Linked DNA regions of Rattus norvegicus: all the other regions are linked to region 3. A link is a contact called in public Hi-C data. All regions are on one chromosome and are shown on one strand. Each heading gives the region's core, a stretch centred on a gene start, on an enhancer-like site or on the middle of the called end of the contact. The rest is flanking DNA. Distances are from core to core; before and after follow the strand shown. Region 1 has its middle 91 kb from the start of Sipa1l1. Region 2 overlaps Sipa1l1 (signal-induced proliferation-associated 1 like 1). Region 3 holds the start of Sipa1l1 (signal-induced proliferation-associated 1 like 1).

What was found. Hi-C and Micro-C count contacts between places; a contact is called where the count stands out from the background.
Region 1: a Hi-C map of Schwann cells shows a contact between it and region 3, with 2.1 times the contacts expected there. The contact joins the enhancer-like site here to the promoter of Sipa1l1 in region 3. A contact is called at or near these places in 2 of 12 Hi-C or Micro-C datasets (Schwann cells and frontal cortex).
Region 2: a contact with region 3 is called in a Hi-C map of Schwann cells, with 2.8 times the contacts expected there. The contact joins the enhancer-like site here to the promoter of Sipa1l1 in region 3. A contact is called at or near these places in 1 of 12 Hi-C or Micro-C datasets (Schwann cells) and 1 of 1 datasets of contacts at active chromatin or transcription factors (oligodendrocytes).

Annotation. Positions count from the first base shown.
Region 1 is chr6:107,478,347-107,481,046 of GRCr8, reverse strand. No RefSeq gene overlaps it. Among named protein-coding and RNA genes, the nearest start is that of Sipa1l1, 91 kb to the left of the region's middle. Within about 2 kb of position 1,351, at least 49 of the 93 cell types and tissues checked have an H3K27ac peak or open chromatin away from gene starts, as enhancers often do. A contact at or near this core is called in Schwann cells, where this site is marked.
Region 2 is chr6:107,671,803-107,674,502 of GRCr8, reverse strand. The region is part of intron 4 of Sipa1l1 (signal-induced proliferation-associated 1 like 1); the gene reads right to left. Among named protein-coding and RNA genes, the nearest start is that of Sipa1l1, 100 kb to the right of the region's middle. Within about 2 kb of position 1,447, at least 3 of the 93 cell types and tissues checked have an H3K27ac peak or open chromatin away from gene starts, as enhancers often do. A contact at or near this core is called in Schwann cells, where this site is marked.
Region 3 is chr6:107,569,236-107,571,935 of GRCr8, reverse strand. It overlaps Sipa1l1 (signal-induced proliferation-associated 1 like 1), which reads right to left and starts at 1,298. Exons shown (of 25, transcript NM_001389245.1): 1 at 1,241-1,298; 2 at 669-729.

The sequences.
Region 1 (2,700 bases), core at 102-2,601, 91 kb after region 3:
GGTGGCTCTCCATCATGTCTCCAAAGAGAAGGCTTAAATGAGGCCGAAGATGCCCTCTTAGGGCAGGAAGCATTTACAGCACAAGCCTTTGCTCTGTTAAGTCACTCAGACTTTGGGATCATTTGCCCCCCTGGTAAGTTCTCTGAGGTGAAGACCACTTATTAGACTTAGCACGGGGCAAGGAGTGAATGTCAAAAACAAAGCTAACAAGAGGAATGAATGTACCTGGCTCTCCAGCGCCTTTTCCTCCAGCAGAGCTCTTCAGCTCATGGGGATACTCAAAGGCCTGATTGTTCCCTCCCAAAGAGGGTTTTCTGTTTCCCTCAAGGCCCTTTCCACAGTAGGTGAGATACTGCCCTTCCATATAAGAAAACCACATGGGTTCCTTTCCATGTGACTTGGGTAATCTGGAGAAGAGATATTGGAGGACTCCTGGGCCCAGAGTCAGGACAAATTGAATCTTTGGCTTCTCAAGCCCCTTTCCCTCAGGGTGCCTCACACACAACAGAGATGTTTGCAGCTGTACTGGGAGCCCATGCAGAAGCACGGACCAAATCCCCACATGGAGAAGGCAAGGACGCTACCCTTTCTTCAGACCACGAACTCTGCCATGCCTCGGAGTCTCCTCGAAGACTTATTTACAGATTGTCACAGCACCCCAGAGTTTCCAATGTAGTTTAACTGGGATATGGTGGGGAATGTGGATTTGAGCAAACTCCAAGGCGATGCTTCCCTGCTCAGAAGGTAAGGGGAACACACCTCTAAGATTAGCCTCATGCTTCCTTTAGCCACTGATGATATGGGTGAACTAACACCCCTTCCTACCCCAAGAAACCTGCAGCAAGAAGGATGAAGGGAAAGTACATTTTAGAGGAAAGTCTGAGAAAGAATCCAGTTTGAGAGGCTGCTCCCCAGAGAGGAAGAGCTGCACTGAGAGCCAGAGAACTCAGAAGTCAATATGGGTTCAAAGCCAGCTCTGGGGAGAGAACATCATACAGTGTGAAACTTGGATGGTTAAGAGCTCAGGACTTGGAGACCAAAGTCCTACAGCCCTCTCCTAAGAAGCCTTGCTGCTACTGGCAGCGCCAAGGTAAACCACCCAGAATTTAGTGGAAGCAGATCTGACAGCTCTTGGGAGAGCCTTCCAGACTTCTGGGTAGGTGAGTCCTTCTTAGAGCCCTGCCCAGTGCACTGTCTTTACAGAGTCTGACCAAGGGCAGAAAGCCACAAGGCAGTGGAAAGCGCATGGCATCTCTCCGCTGCCTTATTATCTGTGGTCCCCAGCAGGGTTGTGCTGTGCCAAGGGTTAGCGTGGGTGGCCGTGATTCATTCAGACTCGTGGGGAAGCAGATGCTGCTGCTGCCACCAGTGCTGCCACGGAAACGGGCTAAATAAATCCCAGATCCTTGGAGAGGGCAGGGAACAAGCTGCCTGCAGCCAGTCAGCCAGGCTGCTCCGGATGTGTTCTGGGTTCTGCCATTGTGATGGACTGCACTGCCTGAAGGCAGTCCTCAGTGTTGGAGCTGGCTGGAGACCCCGGTGGAGATCAACAGCACCACAGGCCTTTCTAGTAACTGGAATGTATTATGAGGGATGAGCAGAAGGCACAGAGTCTGTCGAAATCACACAGTCGCAGGCTAATCAGTTCACATGGATCCCCGCTCTGAAACCTGTGGGGCTTTTATGCTTATTGTAGGGGAATCTGTCCCCAGGAGCCACAGGGAGTCTCCAGCCAGGCACCTTCACCCCCTACACTAGGAGAACAGGTCTCCATTGGCTTTTCTATCAGACAGTAGAAATCCCAAGGGGGCCTGGAAACCCACCGTTACAGGCTTGCAGACAGAACCAGAACTTGGCCTCATGGGTTTTCAGAGCAGCCCTCCCCTGAACGAGTGGCTCTTTGGGCCATTACTACAGCAGTTCCCTTAACTGGGGCTCGCAACTGATCCCAGCAGTAACTGTAAAACTGGTTCTCTGTCCCCAGCAGCCATCCAAGTTCCTCCTTAGGGAGAGAGCCAGCAATGACCCTCCCTCAGAAGAGGAGGATAGGTCAAGGGTGGATTCATACCGCCTGGCCTCTCTTGCAGTCCTTCCACCAAGTGCCACTCCCCTCCCAGGTCTTTGCTTTATTGTTGTTCCCTGCTAATTGTTCATCTTCTGCAGCTCCTCCTCAGCCATAAACATATTTATGCTCTCTCACATGGAAAGAGGAAGGAAGAAGGGAGCCAGGGAGGATGGAGGGGGAGGCAGGGGAGGGAGAGGGGAGGGGAGAGGGAGGGAGGTTTTCTATCAGAGAACCCTGGATTGTCTGCCTGTCTTTCTTGGCTCCCATTAGGTTCTAATCTCATCCCATGGCTTCCCAGCTGGGTACGCTTGGAGACATTATGACTCTCTCTGAAGCTGAGTATATTCGTCCCACAAAGGAGGATGGGATGATGCTCTTTGTAGGGTTGCTGGGAAAACCACAGGAGTTCAGCACACACCTGGCCCTGCACAGAGGAGGAGCGGAGTGTGAGGATGGCTCTCATTATTTCTACCCAGTGCTGTCGAAAACGTGTCCTGTTGCTTTTCTGACTCACCCCATACGTTTATGGAGAACGCACGCATGCGTGCACACGCACACGCACGCATGCGTGCACACGCACACGCACGCACGCACACACACACACACACACACACACACACACACATTTCCCTTTT
Region 2 (2,700 bases), core at 198-2,697, 100 kb before region 3:
TTTAGTACTTTTGTTGTCTTTATAATTTCTTCTCTTTCAGAACTTAATTCAATTCAACTGTACAGAGCTTTTCAGTGGTTTTGATGTTTGCTGGTTTGTTAGTTTGTTTGCTGTGCTTGATATCAAACCCAGAGTCCTGCTCATGGGAGCTCCCCAGGGTGAGGTTTCTGTTGCTGTGACGTAACACCATGAACAACAGCAACTTGGGGAAGGATGTGTTTATTTCATCTTATAACTCTAAGGTCCCATTCTGTCACTCAGGAAGCCAGGGCAGAAACTCAAGACAGAAATTGAAGCAAAAGCCATGAAGGTGTGCTGCTTACTGGCTTACTTCTCACGGCTTTCTCAACTTTTCTTGTGAATCTTCTATAAAGGCATCTCAACTGAGACCCCTCTGCCCAGATGACTCTAGCTTGTGTTAAGTAACCAAACCTAGCCAGCACACTAGGACGCATCCTGGCCACTAAGCTATACCACAACTAACACCCAGGGAATGTTAGGCTAACCAGGTAAGGGCAGAATGTCTAGAGGCAAACTATTTGACCTCTAACCCCATGACTGACCTCTTTTGCATCACGTGCTCCCCATTCATCAGGTCAGTCTGAGGAGGTTCTTGTCAGCAAGTCATGAGACAAAGCATGTAAGGCAGAGGACGGGGCAGTACTTGTGTTCCACAAAGGTTCCTACCATTAGTCTTAAATAACAAAAGCACAGCAAACAACCGGAATACAAGATCACTAAAGTGTGGTATCGCTAAAGATAGTGCACAACTGTCAACCATCTTTAGCTTTATATTTTACTCTCATTTTCTATAATTTAAATGCCGAGTGAGTTATTCTTAATTACCTTATATTAGGCCTTCCTAGTTATCTGTTCCTATTCCCTGCTGTGACTCCATTAACAAGGCCTCCTGAGGTTGAGTTCAAGAGATTTATGATCAACTATATAAAATTCCTTCCATACTGATTTTAATGGGTTTCTACTGATAAACAATAACCTAAAATAAATTGGTTAATTTCTAGACCATGGAGCCATTTCCACTAGGAATCTACTAAACTGTAGTTATTTTTCACCAGCTGTGTGGATAATATTTATTTCACAACTTTTAAAAGTCATTAGAGAATGAAGAGACTTGTGAACACCCTCTCCTTTCTCATCTCCCCATGTTCTCAAATTCCCCTTTTGGCTCTGACAAAGGGGGTTAGAATGAAGGCAGATTAATTCATGTCACAGAAGGAACTCAACTAAATTCATAAGTATCAGAAACCAAGCCAGCGATGCTGTGACAAGAGATGGGGACAGAACAGGGAGGACAGGACACTCCAGACACCGTTCTCACAAGAAGTCAAACATGAGACAGCACTCATCAATGGCTGCCTTATACTGTCCTCCTATTGTCGACAGGAAGAAGACGAGAGCCACTGAAATGTTAACAGTGATTCCACAACTGGCAGCTTCCCACATGGCTTGCGTCTTGGACAATGCAGTCGACAGAGGACTAAGTCTGTGAAACAGCTCTGCACAGAGAGCCTATTATTTCAAGGTCTCTGCCACGCACCCCAAGCACAACTCTAAATCTGTATTTAACCATGATAGGGACTGATTCCAGGGCAAGATCAAAGAGTCATACACAGTCCAGCTCCTCTACTCAGGCAGCCATAACCACAACGTAACTCATGAAGCGGCTTTTTTTCCCAACGTTTTCTCTTTTTCTTTTTTTTTTTTTTTTCCTGTGTAGCCCTGGCTATCCCGGAACTTGTTCTGTAGAGCAGGTTGGCTTCAAATTCAGAGATCCTCCTGCCTCTGCCTCTTGAGTGCTGGAATTAAAAGCTTTTGCCACCACCGCCCAGCTATGAAGCAGCTTCTTGGAGGCTCTGCCAAACACTGCAGTGGGTTCAGCAAGCACAAAGGCTATAAGTGCAAGGAGTAAGAGAAGCAGAGGCCCACTCTGCCCTGTGCATGGGTGAGACTCATATAAGAAGGCCTGACCCAAACAGGAGGTCAGAGGGAGCACATCAACCCTCTGACCTCTGGTTGCGGAACTGAGGAGGGGATTCCCACTGGCCATGTTTCTTCTCTTTTTCTTTTTTAGTTTGATTGTGATAGAGAAGTACTTATTTTCTTATATTTCCATTATGGTGCTTCTTTTTTATTCAAATAATTGTTTTTTATTATTTTTATTTTATTATTCACTTCACATTCCACTCACTGCCCCCTCCCAGTCACCCCCTCCTATAATACCGCAGTGCACCCCCCTCTTCTGAGCAGGTAGGGCCCTCTGCGCATACCCCAACCCTGGTCCATCTCCACGACACTACGTGCATCCTCTCCCACTAGGCCAGACAAGGCAGCCCACTTAGAAGAACATATCCCACATCCAGGCTTTTGGGATAGCCCAGGCTCTAAGCTCTGGCTGGAAAGCTAAGGAGGGGATTTCCATGACCCGTGTTTCTCCTCTTCTCTTTCTTCTCTTCCCAGGCTGAGGCACTCTCAAAGCATGGCAGTCAGGGACAACACTGATCTACAGCTTTAAGGAACAGGAACACACACACACACACACACACACACACACACACTCTCTCTCTCTCTCTCTCTCTCTCTCTCTCTCTCTCTCTCTCTCTCTTTCTCTGTTGCTCTCTTCCTCGTCCCTCTACTCTTCAGCCCAGAATGTGAGCAGTCACAGAAAATACCCTGTCCCAT
Region 3 (2,700 bases), core at 49-2,548:
CCCGATGAAATTTCAATCTGCCCAACGCGATAGCTTGCCCACATTGAAATGCCATGGAGCGACTTATGAACCTGGCAAGTTGCCTTTAAGGTCAGGAGCGAAGTTGGAAAGGGCAAGGAAAGAAAAAGTTCTGTATACAGACAGCACCCTCATGCCTCTCCAACCTTATGACGGTTTCCTTCCTCCAAGGAACGCAGGTTGGAGCATCCCCCAACCCCATCTCAGTCCCCAGGATCTCCCAGGAGAGAAATTAACACCCTTGAGCCCGCACCCGAATCTTTCCTTTCCCCACCATTAACCCACTGGGCCTTGGCCCCTGCAGCACACCTGCAAAGAGCTCACCGAGTGACGGATGGGGAAGGATCGCTCCGAGGAGCCCGGAGCCGAAGGGTAAGCACGGCCACCGGGCGGGGATGCGGGGATCCGGGCCTCTAGGGGTGCCGATCCGGATCCCGAGGGGCGAACGTGCGCGCGCGCAGTGCGCGGTGAAGTGCAGACTCGCCCCCGCCGGGACCGCGATCCCCAGCACGCCACTAAATCGGAAATCTAACTTTCAGCCGCTGTGAGCGTCCAGCTCCAGACCGCGAATCCCAAGCCGGGGGCGGAGGGGGGGACTGTCAGTAGTGCCGCCCCGCCCCCCCCCAGCCCTGCCCTCCTGAGCCACTTACCGCTTGGCCTGGGCTTCCCGGTGCTGCCGCGCGTCCGGGGCGCGTCGTCCGCGCGCTCTCCCTGGGGAGAAAGAGAAAGCGTGCAGACGGTCGGGGCGCGCTCGCTCGCCGCCTCCTCTGTGGAGATCTGAGGCTCCGAGCGCCGGGCGAAGGGGCCGCCCGGGCAGGATTAGCACAGCTCCCCAGCCTCGCTCCGAGGAGGTCCCCGCAGCGGCCGCACTCCGTGAGCTGCGGAGGCCGAAGTGATTAGTCCCGGGGCATCAACTATTGTGCAGAAGCCGGGACCCCGGCTCGCACCCCCGAACCCCTCATCCCGCCCGCCGGCTCCGGGGAACGAGCGAGCGGCGCCCGGGGAGAGTCCGGGCTACGGAACACGGTGCTGGGCGCCGTGGGGGGAGGAGGGGAGTTGCGTGGCCGCGGGGGAGGGGACAGGTAACTGCCCACCGGGACTGGAGGACCCGCGGAGGGACAGCGCGGGAAGGGAGTCCCGGACGGCGGCGATGAGCGCGCTGCGGGAGGTCTCCCGGGCCCACCCTCCCTCCCTCCCCCCCGGGACACGGGGCCGCACTGACTTTCCGCTCACTCGCTCACGCACGTACTGAACTCGCTCACAAAGTTGCCGGCGGTGGCGGCGCTGCACTGGCCCTTCTCCCCGCCCCATCCCTTCCCTCCCTCCTCTCCTCCCTCCTTCAGTCTCGGGTGAGATCACCGCGGCGGGGTTCTGCGCTCAGGCAAGTCTCGCGAGATTAGAAGCCCAAGCTCGGGCCGGGGGAAGTGGAAGCCGGGTAGTGAGGGCCGTTGAACTTCTGGTTGTCATGACGACTCGACAGCCGAGTGCAGTTTTCACCTGCCTCCTCCGCTGCCCCAAGCCTAGCGGTGGGGAAGGGGAGGCTGGAGGAGGATGCAGGGCTTCCATAGACCTGCTTCTCGGAGGTGGGAGCATTTGGCCAGAGAAGCTCTGGGGCTTTAGAAGTCAGCGCATCTCTCTACTTCTAAATGTCCACCATGTACTCAGTTTATGAGCCTTCCTGTGTAATCTCATCTCCAGCCCCCGCACTATGCTTTCTTTTCCCCATCCTAACGCCCCCACGAGATGGCTTCTTGCGCATGTAGCTCACTCATGTTGGTATTCTCAGCGGGCTTTGTACCCTAGTAGGTACTGTATGTCTGTTGTTGAAAATGAAGGTAATAGTCCTTGTGTGTCCACAGTCACTCTACTTTGCCCAACCCCAAAGAGTACCTGGAATTTATGTCAGTTTCTGCACCACAGTCAAGTTTTTTACACTGCTAAACTCTGGTTTCTGTTTCAATCTTTTTTTTCCCTGTGGTTACATGTTTCTTTTCTCTTTGTAAAAACCTGGTTCACGGTAGAAGGGAACAGGAAACAAAACTTAAATTATGAATCCTCAGATTATACCTTTATACCTGATTACAAAACGTTATTGAGGGATTGGACAGATGACTCTGGGATTAAGTAAAGCACAGCGGCTCTTCCAGATGACTGATGTTCAATTTCCAGCTTCCATTTGGTGGGCCAACAACTATAATTCCAGTTCCAGGAGACCTGACACCCTCCAAGAACACCAGGCATAGACATGATATATATTCCAAAAGGCTATTGTTTGAAATCTCATTTTATTTCTAAATTGGAGAAATTTTTCTGTGGTGATTTTTGTTTTACTAAATAATATCCTGCTGTTGATAGAAACATGAAGTTTTGATGTCAACAAAGATGAATAAATATAGATTCCATAGTGTATAACAGAACTCACCATTAAAAAATTGATCTTTTTTTTTTTTTTTTGGTTCTTTTTTTCGGAGCTGGGGACTGAACCCAGGGCCTTGTGCTTCCTAGGTAAGCGCTCTACCACTGAGCTAAATCCCCAGCCCCAAAAATTGATCTTTAAATGTCAATATCAATATGAGGAAACTGTTAACTCAATCCCATACACATAGAAACCTAAAGGACCTTACTATATGAAGACTTAAACAGTTAAGACTTTTGGGATACCTGTGGCAATGGGGTGTGTGT